Regions from separate parts of the Hordeum vulgare genome. Here region 2 is linked to region 1. Evidence: chromatin contacts called from public Hi-C data. All regions are on one chromosome and are shown on one strand. Each heading gives the region's core, a stretch centred on a gene start, on an enhancer-like site or on the middle of the called end of the contact. The rest is flanking DNA. Distances are from core to core; before and after follow the strand shown. Region 1 holds the start of LOC123444687 (RING-H2 finger protein ATL74-like). Region 2 holds the start of LOC123444697 (expansin-A4).

Evidence for each region. A called contact is a pair of places that touch in the nucleus more often than the background predicts.
Region 2: a Hi-C map of seedling shows a contact between it and region 1, with 3 times the contacts expected there. The contact joins the promoter of LOC123444697 here to the promoter of LOC123444687 in region 1. A contact is called at or near these places in 2 of 6 Hi-C or Micro-C datasets (leaf and seedling).

The regions. Positions count from the first base shown.
Region 1 is chr1H:453,421,976-453,427,527 of MorexV3_pseudomolecules_assembly, forward strand. LOC123444687 (RING-H2 finger protein ATL74-like) reads right to left here and starts at 3,522. Exons shown (of 1, transcript XM_045121497.1): 1 at 2,629-3,522. The coding sequence starts at 3,482. The coding sequence ends at 2,883.
Region 2 is chr1H:453,811,004-453,816,555 of MorexV3_pseudomolecules_assembly, forward strand. It overlaps LOC123444697 (expansin-A4), which reads left to right and starts at 2,458. Exons shown (of 3, transcript XM_045121509.1): 1 at 2,458-2,884; 2 at 2,987-3,299; 3 at 3,635-4,394. The coding sequence starts at 2,746. The coding sequence ends at 3,938.

The sequences.
Region 1 (5,552 bases), core at 2,272-4,771:
TAATGTTTTTCTTAATGAGGCAATATCTTCTCAAAGATCATATGTCATGCTTTCTATTTTCCCTATCAGGTTTTAAAGGAAGTGCTCAAGACATATTTATTGTTCTCTAAACTCAAATATGAGTTTTCTCCTTCTACAAAGGTTTTCTCAAATGAGTTATCACGAGACAATAATCATTACATGTTGTATCATTTTCTTCTTATTTTTTCCATAGGGTTTAAAAGAGTTTTAACAACAGATCAAATACTATTTTCTTCATATTTTTTTCACAAGGTTTTTGAAGGAGACTTTAAGATTATACAAGGATTTTTCAAGATGAAAATGATGAACATTTTCAAGGACGGCTATATATTAGGACAAGTCTATCAAAAAGTTGTACATTAACCTAGTCAAGCATAGATTAGGGGAAGTTTTAAGGATTAATTAAAATCCTAATAATCCATACTTTATGTCGGTTGTGTAGTTAGCAACCGACTATGCAGTTACCGTCTTGTACTGCGTATAAATACCCCAACATTCATTAATGAGAAAGACGGTTCATTCCATCACTCTCTCGCTTTCTCTTTTCTCTTACCAGCGTCGTCTTAAAAATGGATCATGACAGCATTGGACGCAATCGCTTACTCATTTCAAAAAAGCGGACCTGAATATCCGTCGGATCGACCAAAACAAATAAAATGCAGACAAAACGGGCGTTCATTTGGATAGCGCGGTTAAAGTTGCTCGAAGAAAACGATGTTGGCATTCCCTAAAAAAAGACGGTGTGGGCAAGTGAGCAGATTGCTTGCAGCGGCCGTCTGCAACTTCAACTTTGCATGATGCGTTTGCAAAAACAAAAAGCAAACGGAATTTTCTCTGTTGGGTAATTAAAGCGAGAGAGCCAGAATCTCGTACTGTACAACGCAATTATGGTGAAGCACAGTGCAAAGTTCCGTTCCCTTTGCCAATAAGGCAACGTGTTGTCCGGTTGTTCCTTGCGTACAGCATAGGCCCAGGCCCCCGAAGCACACAACAGTGAACGAGACTGAGTGGTGGATCATCACAAAGCCGTCAACAGTGATGCGCTCTCCATCGGAGGCCGTAGATGGCGACGACGTTGCGACGCACCCCTTTGATCTACACGAGCCGTACAGAGCAAGAAGCGTTCCCGGCGACGATCCTTGCCGTCGCCCCGACGCCAGGCTCGGGCCAACTTTCGCTCAGAATAATGCGCTGCATGCGATGCGAGGACCACACTGGCTACCACGAGCATCGGACGGAGCGTGCCTAAATACGGCGAGTGGCATTGCCATTGCGCGCGTACAGGCGGCGCAACAGTACTCGTATAGTACTCTACTACCATGGATAGCTCGATAGGATTCGCCGGCGACGGCAACGACGGCGACGTCGGCACCGTCCTGGCGCGGTACAGCCTGGACGTGAGCGCCGGCTGCGGCGGCCGGCGCAGCACACTGCTGGACGAGTACGAGCGGCTCGCGTTCGAGGCGCAGCTCAAGAGCGCCATCCTGCGCCGGTGCTACTCCGAGCCGAGCCCGGCCAGGTTCGTAGACCCGGCCGCTGATGCCGCGGCTGCGCCGGCTCTGGCAGGGACAGAGCGAGAGGTCCGGAGGGAGGACCCGGCGGCAGGCTCAGGCAGGAGCTCGTGGCGACTCCACGAGGTGGTGGCCCGGTGGTTGGAGTCGCTGAAGCCGGTGTTCTGCTGGTTGTGGAGCGTGCTGGAGCGGCGCCGGTGGAAGGAGCAGGACGCTCCACGCGGCCCGCCCGCCACGCTGCCACGGGTGCAATTGCTGGACTACCTATGTTAAGTTAGTTATTATTATACTATCTGTTCTTGCCTCTGAACGTCTGATCATTGCCGTCGTTGTTGGAGGGAGTTTGTCTGATCTGTAAGTAAATTAAGCCGGTAATCGTAAAGAGCTCCATCATTTGCTTGTCCTAACTCGGTAACTCCTAGAATGGTGCCACATATGCTCGCGTGAGGATCTTACGATACCTGATCGAGCTAGACCGTCCAATCAACACGATGCGTACGTGATGGTTCATGGTTGGCTGGTTAAATAGAGTACTCGAGTAACCAGTCACGTATGTACATGTGCATATGTTGCCACGGACGTGGCATCTTTCTCTTCCTTTTGCCACGGAAGTGGTAGCTCCCGAGACAGTTTTAGTCGGCAAAGGCAGAACGGGACGGGTGAAGCTGACGGGGAACTTATTCAGCTAACCCGCGTAGCATCCAAGTGGTTGAACTGAACGTCAGTCGTCGTGGATCCATCCACGTCAGGGGCCACCCCCACTAATCCGATCCGAGCGGGGATGCCTGAATCGCGTGCGCGCCGGGTGACGACGACGGGCGCCGGGTGCCGCTGGACGTGGCGATCTCGGGGGTTGGCGCGACGGAGTTATCCCGGCGGTTGCGCGCGCCGATCGATCGCCGTCGCGTGCGGGCTAAGGCACGCCGTTAGGACGCACGCACGCACGCACGTTGCAATTGCACAGGTGGTTGGCTCGCGCGCGGATCAGCGCTTCATCTAGCGGTCACTCGTCAGACCTGTGCGTCCCCGGCGCGCCGAAAAGGGGGACGGGCGCCCATGCCGCCGACGGCGGCGGGAAGGGGGACAAGGGAGCAGATTGATCCAGCAAAACTTTTTACTCATGGTATGTCAGGTTGCCAGTACAGTGTTCCGCGCCGTCGAATATTTACATGTGCAATTCAGCACTTCGATCATGCTGTGCGTTCCGCTAGCAAGCAGCGCCTGGCAAGCATGGCAATCGTTGCCGGAAAATGGTGGCACTTGTTGAGCTTGGGCATGCAGAGCTTTGCTTCCTTGTTGTTGTGCTGTGCCGGCAGGCAAGGCAGTGGCATGCTTCGGTGCCCGATGGACTCACACGATGACCACAGCGATCATTTCGGTGCCTGCCGGCTGCTGGCTTCGGCCGCTGCTGCCGCCCTTCGCGGGCGCGCCCTCGATCACCGGCTGCCGGCAGGTGGGGCAGGAGCCGTGGGACACCAGCCAGGCGTCGACGCACCGGACGTGGAACCCGTGCGCGCACCGCGGCAGCACGCGCACCTTCTCGCCGTCCACGAACTCGCCGAGGCAGATGGCGCACACGTCGTCGATGACCTCTCCGGAGCCGTACACTTCCACGGGGAGGCTCCTCAGCACGCGCCTCTTGATGCCGCTGCCTCCACGGCTCCCACCCCGCGCCGTCGCACCTCCCTCGCCGGCGGCGCCGGCGGCGGCAGCGGCACCACGGCCCACATACCGGAGCGCGCACCGCGCCAGCGAGTTGAGCCCGATGGCGAAGAGCAGCGCGAAGAAGAGCGCCGCCAGGATGATCACCACGTTGGTGTCGAAGGGCGAGTCTGGCGCCGCTGGCGGCGCCGCGCCTCCGCCTCTTCCGTGGGCGTGGGCGTGGTCGCGGTGAACAGCCAGCCCCGCGGCGATGCTCGACGTCGGCGCCTCCGAGTCAGGACGACCCATGGTCGATGGAGTTAACCAGAGAGAGAGAGAGAGAGAGAGAGAGAGAGAGCGAGGGAGATGTCCACCCAGCTCGCTCGATCGGAGATGAGTTCGCCAGGCCACCGTTGGAAGCTATTCGAACTGGATTGATGCCCGTGGTAGCTGCTGTTCGTGTCTGTCACTCTCTGCTCCGTTGGTGGAGTATATATAAGAGGGCGCGGTCCCGGCGCGCACCATTGTTCTTGGGGGGGTTGCGCGGGTGTACTTTGGAAAAGGGCGCCAGTTGCACCCTGCAGCTGGTGCAGGGATAGGGACACGCGCGTGAGTGCGGCCGGGTGCACAAGCCTTTTGGTCGCTTTGGGGTTGGAGGCAATACGGGGCTAGGAAGGATCTCCTCCGCGTGGGCTTTCCTTGCGTGCATACAGCGAACGAACCCGGGGCTTTGGAGTTGGGTATCTGCATCTCTCGACAGCCAACTTGCCGTGCGCCGGCGAACAAACGGTTCGCTGCAAGTTTAAGAGCATCTACGGTCCAACATAGCAAATATGATTCCATAAGGGAGTTGTTAGACGTGAAACACTGACCACAGCAACCACCTCCGAAAATTGTGGAGGGGCGATCTGGGGCGATCTGCACGCGACCGGGGGAGAGGGGGGGGGGGGGGGGGGTTAGGCCATGAGATGGCTTCGCCGCCGGGCAGCTCTGTATCCGGTCGCGTCAGCGGTCGGTTTTGGGCACTCGCAAACGAGGAGATGGATTGCAACGACGAAGATGACCAACCGGCATTTTCTCCTACACCCTCCTACCTCGTTTTGTGAATTCATTTTGGTCGGATACTCCAAGGAGCAGGTTGCAAAGTTCATCGACGAATTCGTTCCACAGTCCGACGAGGCTTGGAAGGGGCTTTAGGACAACAACGATGACAAGGTGGAGGTTCTCCGTCGGGTGGTTCACCGGCGAACTTCGGCAAACGCGGTTAGACCTTGGAAGGGGCCATTACCTAAGGTACGTCTACCATCACTAACTTTAGCGGATTTTATCGATTCTTGGAAACACGTGCCAGTCAAGAAGGAATGTTGACAGTCGGCGGCACTACAGCGGCGGCCGGCCACAACCTCGGCCAGACCGGATCGTGGGATCCGAGAGGCGAGGGAGATACGTTTGAGATCATTAATTGACCAGCTACAGGGGGCGGTTTTGCAGCCTGCTGGACCTGATACAGCTGGGTATACGACCCAAGCTGATATACGAGTCCTGCTCGGCGATGCTTTACCAGGGAACGAGTCTGATTCTATCTCTGGCGATAATCTTTTTAACTCCAATACCGATCGCAGGACCACGGAGATTGGATGCGGTCGGGAGACTCTCGGCCTAGCGATAGAAGAAATCCTACACCAGGTTTCCCATCGCGGTTTTCTAAGGCTTCGCGTATTCCAGCGCTGCAACCTATGGCGGCGAGGCAATCACCACCCGTGGTGTCGCAGGTGGCGATGACGACCGGGGCGACAGCGCCTGCGGCAGCACATGTCGCTGCGCCAGGGTCGACTGTCTCTGTCGCTGGGGAAGCTGCTGCTGCAGCAGGGCCGAGTGCTTCGGTTGTTGCTGCTGGCTCGCGGCAGGGAGAGCAGCGTCCTCCCACCCATGGGCGCGGCGCTCCTGCTGCAGGACGAGGTGGGTCTAGAGGACTTCACCGCGGTGGCGGTGGGGGATACCAAGGTTACAGAGGGTACCCAAATCAATGGAACGAGTATGCCGGCGGTCCGGGTGGGAGTCGCACCGTAGGAGGTCCCGGGGGAGGTGCTAATCAGTATGGTCCCTTCCTACCCCCCAAGGTAATTTTGTGGAGGGTGCTCGAGGTGCAAATTTTCGGCAAAGAGGCGTCGGTGGAGTACGCAACTTTGGCAGGAACAATTCGGGACCGATGTGGAAGGAGGTTCCTCAAGAGGTCGTGGAGGAAGCCAGTGCTACCGGGGCCACTCTACCGCCTAAAACGGCGGAGGACAGGGAAGTTGCGCGAGCCAACAAGGCTGCTCGCAAAAAAGAAAAATTGACATGTTATAGATGTGGGGTACCCGGTCACTTTGTTGTGGA
Region 2 (5,552 bases), core at 1,208-3,707, 390 kb after region 1:
TTTTCCCTTTTCCCTCAAGAAGTTCCCCGGACTCTATTTGACGTACTATTTCATCATGTTGCTCTTGGGCTAATTGATCATGTCTTTTACAAGAAGCATTAACAATGTTAACAACCATGCTTGTGTACTCAAAAAAATCCCTTACTGATGAACAACACTTGGCAACAGCAACAACCACTAATTGTAACTGATGGGCAAAACAATGTATATAATGAGCATAAGGATTTTCCTCCAAGATCAATCTTTGCAACCCACGAAATTCCCCTCTCATGTTTGAAGCCTCATCATAACCCTGCCCTCTCAAATTAGACATAGATAAGCCAAGATTACCAAACATACCATCCAAGGCTACCTTCAGTGAAGTTGCTTTAGTGTCAGGAACATGCTCAACTGCCATGAATCTCTCAATCACCTCCCCTCGTTTGCCGAGATACCTACATAAGACAAAGGAGCATGATTAATATATAAGAACTTTAAGAAAATACACCTATAAGGCTACAATAACACACACACACAAGCAAATGTACTGACCTCAAACACATAGCCATTTGCTCCTTCATAGATGCATCTCTGGACTCATCAACAAGTAATGCAAATTTACTATCTCCAATCTCCTCAAGAATGACATTTGTGGTCTCTTTTGCACAAGCTTTGCATAAATCCTTTTGTATCTTATTTGATGTCAGCTTATGGTTCTCTCCCGCGTCCCCAATGGTAGCTGCTACATTGCGTTACCTCTGATCGAGAAGTATACTACCTGATACATCTTGCGTACCAAGTGGAATTCGATCTGGATAAGATGAAAGCATCTGGTGGACCTGCATTACTGCACCAGCCCGGAGGCGGGTGGAGGAGCGAGCACCACAACTGACTGGTCGGAGCGTGACGGGTCCAAGAGGGATGCCAACCAACGGGGTGGCTGGTCAGTGACGGACGGGGGAGTAGCCGGCCGGAAGGCCCGGGCGGCCATGTGCAACTAACATGGCGTGGGGCCTGACTCCGGCGGCAAGGCGCTGGCCTCGGGAACCGTTGCTTTCTGAAACTGATGGCCGTGCAGAGCAGGTGACACCGGCGACGCGCGGCGGTGCCATGTTAGCCTTTGCAGGCGAGGCGAGTAGGCGACGATGCAAGGGTCAGCACAGAAAATTTCCAAGAATCGTTTCGCCCATGGATGAAAAATTAGAAAACACGAGAGGCTCCGCCATGCATGCATGCATGAGCAGGGTAGCATGCAAAGGCCTGTCTGAAAGCTGTTGTTGGATTTACGTGCACTGTTCAGGCCTCGCTCTCGCCCATGCAGGGCCGAGCCATGTTACGTGTCCGTCCCGTTCACGTGAGCGACTGAGCATGTGAGTAGTCACCAACTCACCATGTGCGCTCCAGGCCCAGGAGCCCACCGGAAAGTCTTGCCTGTTCAAACCTTAATTGAGCATCAACCTTAAAGCGTGCGCTAATCATTGCAGCCGGTAGTGTGCTGGTAACTTGCTAATCGCTGGACCATGCGTGCGTGCGTGCGTGCATGGATGCATGATTCCCTTCGTGTGGGTGGCACGTACTACGTTGGTTCATTCGCTTACATATCCGTCATGCATTGGGAGCAGCTTCATGTGCTGATGCGCGTTGCGCCCCGACAAATCCACGCTTTCCTTTTTGTATCCGATGGTCCAGCGTACTCTCCGGCAGGACCAAGTAAGTAACCCAAGATTAGCAGTACGCTTGGAAGAGTGTAAACCAGGTTTGGCTGGCCGACCCTGAGCCCAGCTATCATATCAGTAAACCTTCACTCACTCCAATGTGCAAATGTAGGAGTAGTAAGAAAGGATGTAACTGAAATCGCCTAATTACTCCTTGTCAGCTTCCCACTGCAACAACCCGTTCACCGAACGGGCCAACACATGCAGCGTTCCTGGACCATGCATGCAGTCAAGTTGGGCAAGGTCGGCATGCACTTGCGCCGTTACACGCCGATCATGAGTGAGTATCTAGTAGCAGACACACCCCATGCCGCGCGGCCGAGCACCATGACTCGGAACATGACCGGATTCCCCTCCCTTGCCTCCCTCCGGCGGTCCGGCCCTGGCACACACGGCCATGCATGCCATGCATGGTGATGGTGGACACATCTGCTCGACCGCCTTGCCGCCCATGAGTTCCACGGAGTTAAGGCACGCTCTGCATGCATGCTCTGCATCCATGGCCTCTTTCACGGCCGAGTCCTGGTCCTAGCTAGGCTCAGCTCAGCAGCCGGTGAGAGGCATGTGGAGGGTAGGGCGCCCCCGGACCCCACGGCGACTCGCACCACAAGTCACACACGCGCTCGGCCGGGCAAGCGGTTGGTGCCCGTTACGTACGCCGCGCCCGATGCCGAGGACACTCGCATGTGCGCCTGATTTGTATGTATTAACTGCCGCGCGCCTCCGTGGCCGTGGTCACCCCGCACGTCAGAGCCGGCCTTCAATCTACTCCTCATTTCCTTCTTCTCCTTCTCCTTCTTCTCTTTCTCACTCACCAAATCTAGAAGAAGTGTTGATAACCTGCACGGCCCCGATCGAGCTTGCAATTGCAACCCAACCGCCACCGGCACTGAGCTTTACTTTGGCTATAAATACCCCGGCTGGGAGGAAGTAGCTCCTCACTGCCAACCAGCCATTTCGAGTCTAGCTAGCTAGCTTTAGACACCATATCCCTCGAAAGCTAAGCTAGCTTGCTGAGGATACAAGGAAGCTCCCTCCCTCCCTCCCAGCAATGGCCGCTGCCGGCGCTCTCTTCTTCGTCTTCTCCTCCTTGTGCCTCCTCGCACGACAGGCCGCGGCCGGCGGCTACGGCGGGTGGCAGAGCGCCCATGCCACCTTCTACGGCGGCGGCGACGCCTCCGGCACGATGGGTGAGTCCCCGGCAGCCAGCTGCAGCTGCTAGCTGAACTCAATGTGTCAACGCCTGTCACACACACAGACGCTCACGCTGTTCGTTGGGTTTTTGCATGCAGGCGGGGCGTGCGGGTACGGTAACCTGTACAGCACTGGGTACGGCACGAACACGGCGGCGCTGAGCACGGCGCTGTTCAACGACGGCGCGGCGTGCGGGTCGTGCTACGAGCTGCGCTGCGACAACGCCGGCAGCTCGTGCCGGCCGGGGTCCATCATGGTGACCGCCACCAACTTCTGCCCGCCCAACTACGGCCTCCCCAGCGACGACGGCGGCTGGTGCAACCCGCCGCGCCCCCACTTCGACATGGCCGAGCCGGCCTTCCTCCACATCGCGCAGTACCGCGCCGGCATCGTACCCGTCTCCTACAGAAGGTGAGAACAGAGCTTTTATTTTTTTTTACCGTACCCGTGTTATCGTGCACTCCAAACCGATGGATTGATTGACCGGGCACGAGCGGCGTCGGTCGGCTTGAAGAATGAAGATACGCCGGGGACCGCGGTCGGTTCGGTCCATAAGTTTCGATGGGGCCACGCTGCAGATTTGATACGGTGCACACCGATAGGCACGGCTACCACTCCACTGGAGCACTGCCGCCTACAGTGCAGCGCATGTGCTGTGCCGTGCCTTTTAATGTCGCAACTTCACTCTCACCGTGTGCATGTTACCTCTTCTCACTGACGCGTCGCGTGTTGAATTGATCGAGCAGGGTGCCGTGCGTGAAGAAGGGGGGCATCCGGTTCACCATCAACGGCCACTCCTACTTCAACCTGGTGCTGGTGACCAACGTGGCCGGCGCCGGCGACGCGCGCTCCGTGTCCATCAAGGGCACGCGCACCGGCTGGCAGGCCATGTCCCGCAACTGGGGCATGAACTGGCAGAGCAACACCTTCCTGGACGGCCAGTGCCTCTCCTTCAGGGTCACCTCCAGCGACGGCCGCACCGTCACCAGCAACGCCGCCGCGCCCGCCGGCTGGCAGTTCGGCCAGACCTTCGAGGGCGCCCAGTTCTAGTCCACTCCATCTCCATCTCCATCTTCTTCTTCTCCACAGGCATAAGCACTGGAGAGAAGAGACGGACTGGGCATATTTGTACTTTTGAAGAATTATTTTGGCATTCGCGTGCATGCAGTGCAGGAGGAGGAAGAAACAAAAGCCGGCCTCTTCGTTATAGTGAAGGAGGGAGGCTCCGGGCTACGCTGAGGCTGCTGATTAGCACCCGCTTAGACGTTTTCCTTCTCTCGTCTCATCAAAGTCTCGAGTTTATTGAAGACTCGAACAACCATCCATCAACTACCGTACGGACGTAGTAGCTTGGCACTCCATGAAGAAAAAGAAGAAAAGAAGTTAATAATTGCATTAGTCATCACTAGCAAAGCAGTAGTAGCACCTCTCGTGGTTGGTTTGTACTTGTACTGGGTCGTGGCCTTTGTGATGAAATTGAAGATTGCAAGGGCATATTTATGGATCGATCCATGTTGCAGCTAGCTAGCTGGCTGGCTGGCTACCCGTAGCTTACATAGAAGCCCAGCGTGGACCAGGGGACTTTCGCTGCTTGCTGGGCTGTATCTTGTCGATGGACGGACGGTCACATGGGTGGGAGACGTTTGTGGGGGCGTCCTTGTCGTGCCTTTTCTGGAGGAGAGCCACGGCCAACGTCGGTCGCCGTGCTCCGTTTCGTGTACCTACATGGTAGTAGAATAGGCTTGTGCGACGGGTCTGATGATGCGTTTGTCTTCTGTCCGTTGCGGGAGCGCCTCCGCACGCTCAAGTTTGTCGATAGCGATTGCAGGATCGATCGGCTCTCTTCCTGATATGGTTCCATGGAAACTTTCGAGATATATATGCTCCTGGTGTCGTGTAGGGGCGTTATTTTGCAGCCCACAATTGAGCGGGCAAACCGCATCCAGGGCTGGTGTGCTGGCTCTAGAGGAAAGATAGCGTACGTGATCGACCGATCGAGGACGAGAGCGTCCCATCGTATCGCAATATCACGTGGTACGTCCCTATTGCGTTTCCGGCAATTAGGATCATTGCAGACGTGCGGTACTCGTACTTGGCTGCTCGCCATTCCTTCGCTGGAACGATAATGCTCGCTCGTACAATCGGCAGGTCTAGTTTGTTTCTACCGCTGATATGACGGCAACGGTTGAGGGCTAGCTTTTGGCGGCATGAATGACTGCGCTGTCAGTTTCATGCTGGTTTCACCGTATCGACATCCCATCCTGCGACAGGGTCAGGAGACGAGGCAACTGACCCCGCGGTGTGATGTGGCGATCAACGACTAGGTAAGCGGTGGGCCGTCGTATACGTCGTCCAAGAATGGGCAGGCAACGCTCACGCAACGGACAGAAGACAACGATCCGAGCTGTAGATGCTCTAAACTCCTGGCAAAGCAGCTAATGCTCGCTCGTACAATCGGGGGAGAAGGAGATCAACCACGAACGCTTTGTGGGTCTGGATTTGTAAAATCCGTTGTAGATGCTCTAAACTATTGTCAAAGCAGATCCTCACCGTTGTTGACCTCCTGCTCATCCTTCAATGGCCGCCCGCCTATTTCATGGACCGTTCGATTTGTTCTTGAACGAAGGCACGCGTGTTCCTTCGTTGTCGTTTCTTTAAAATACG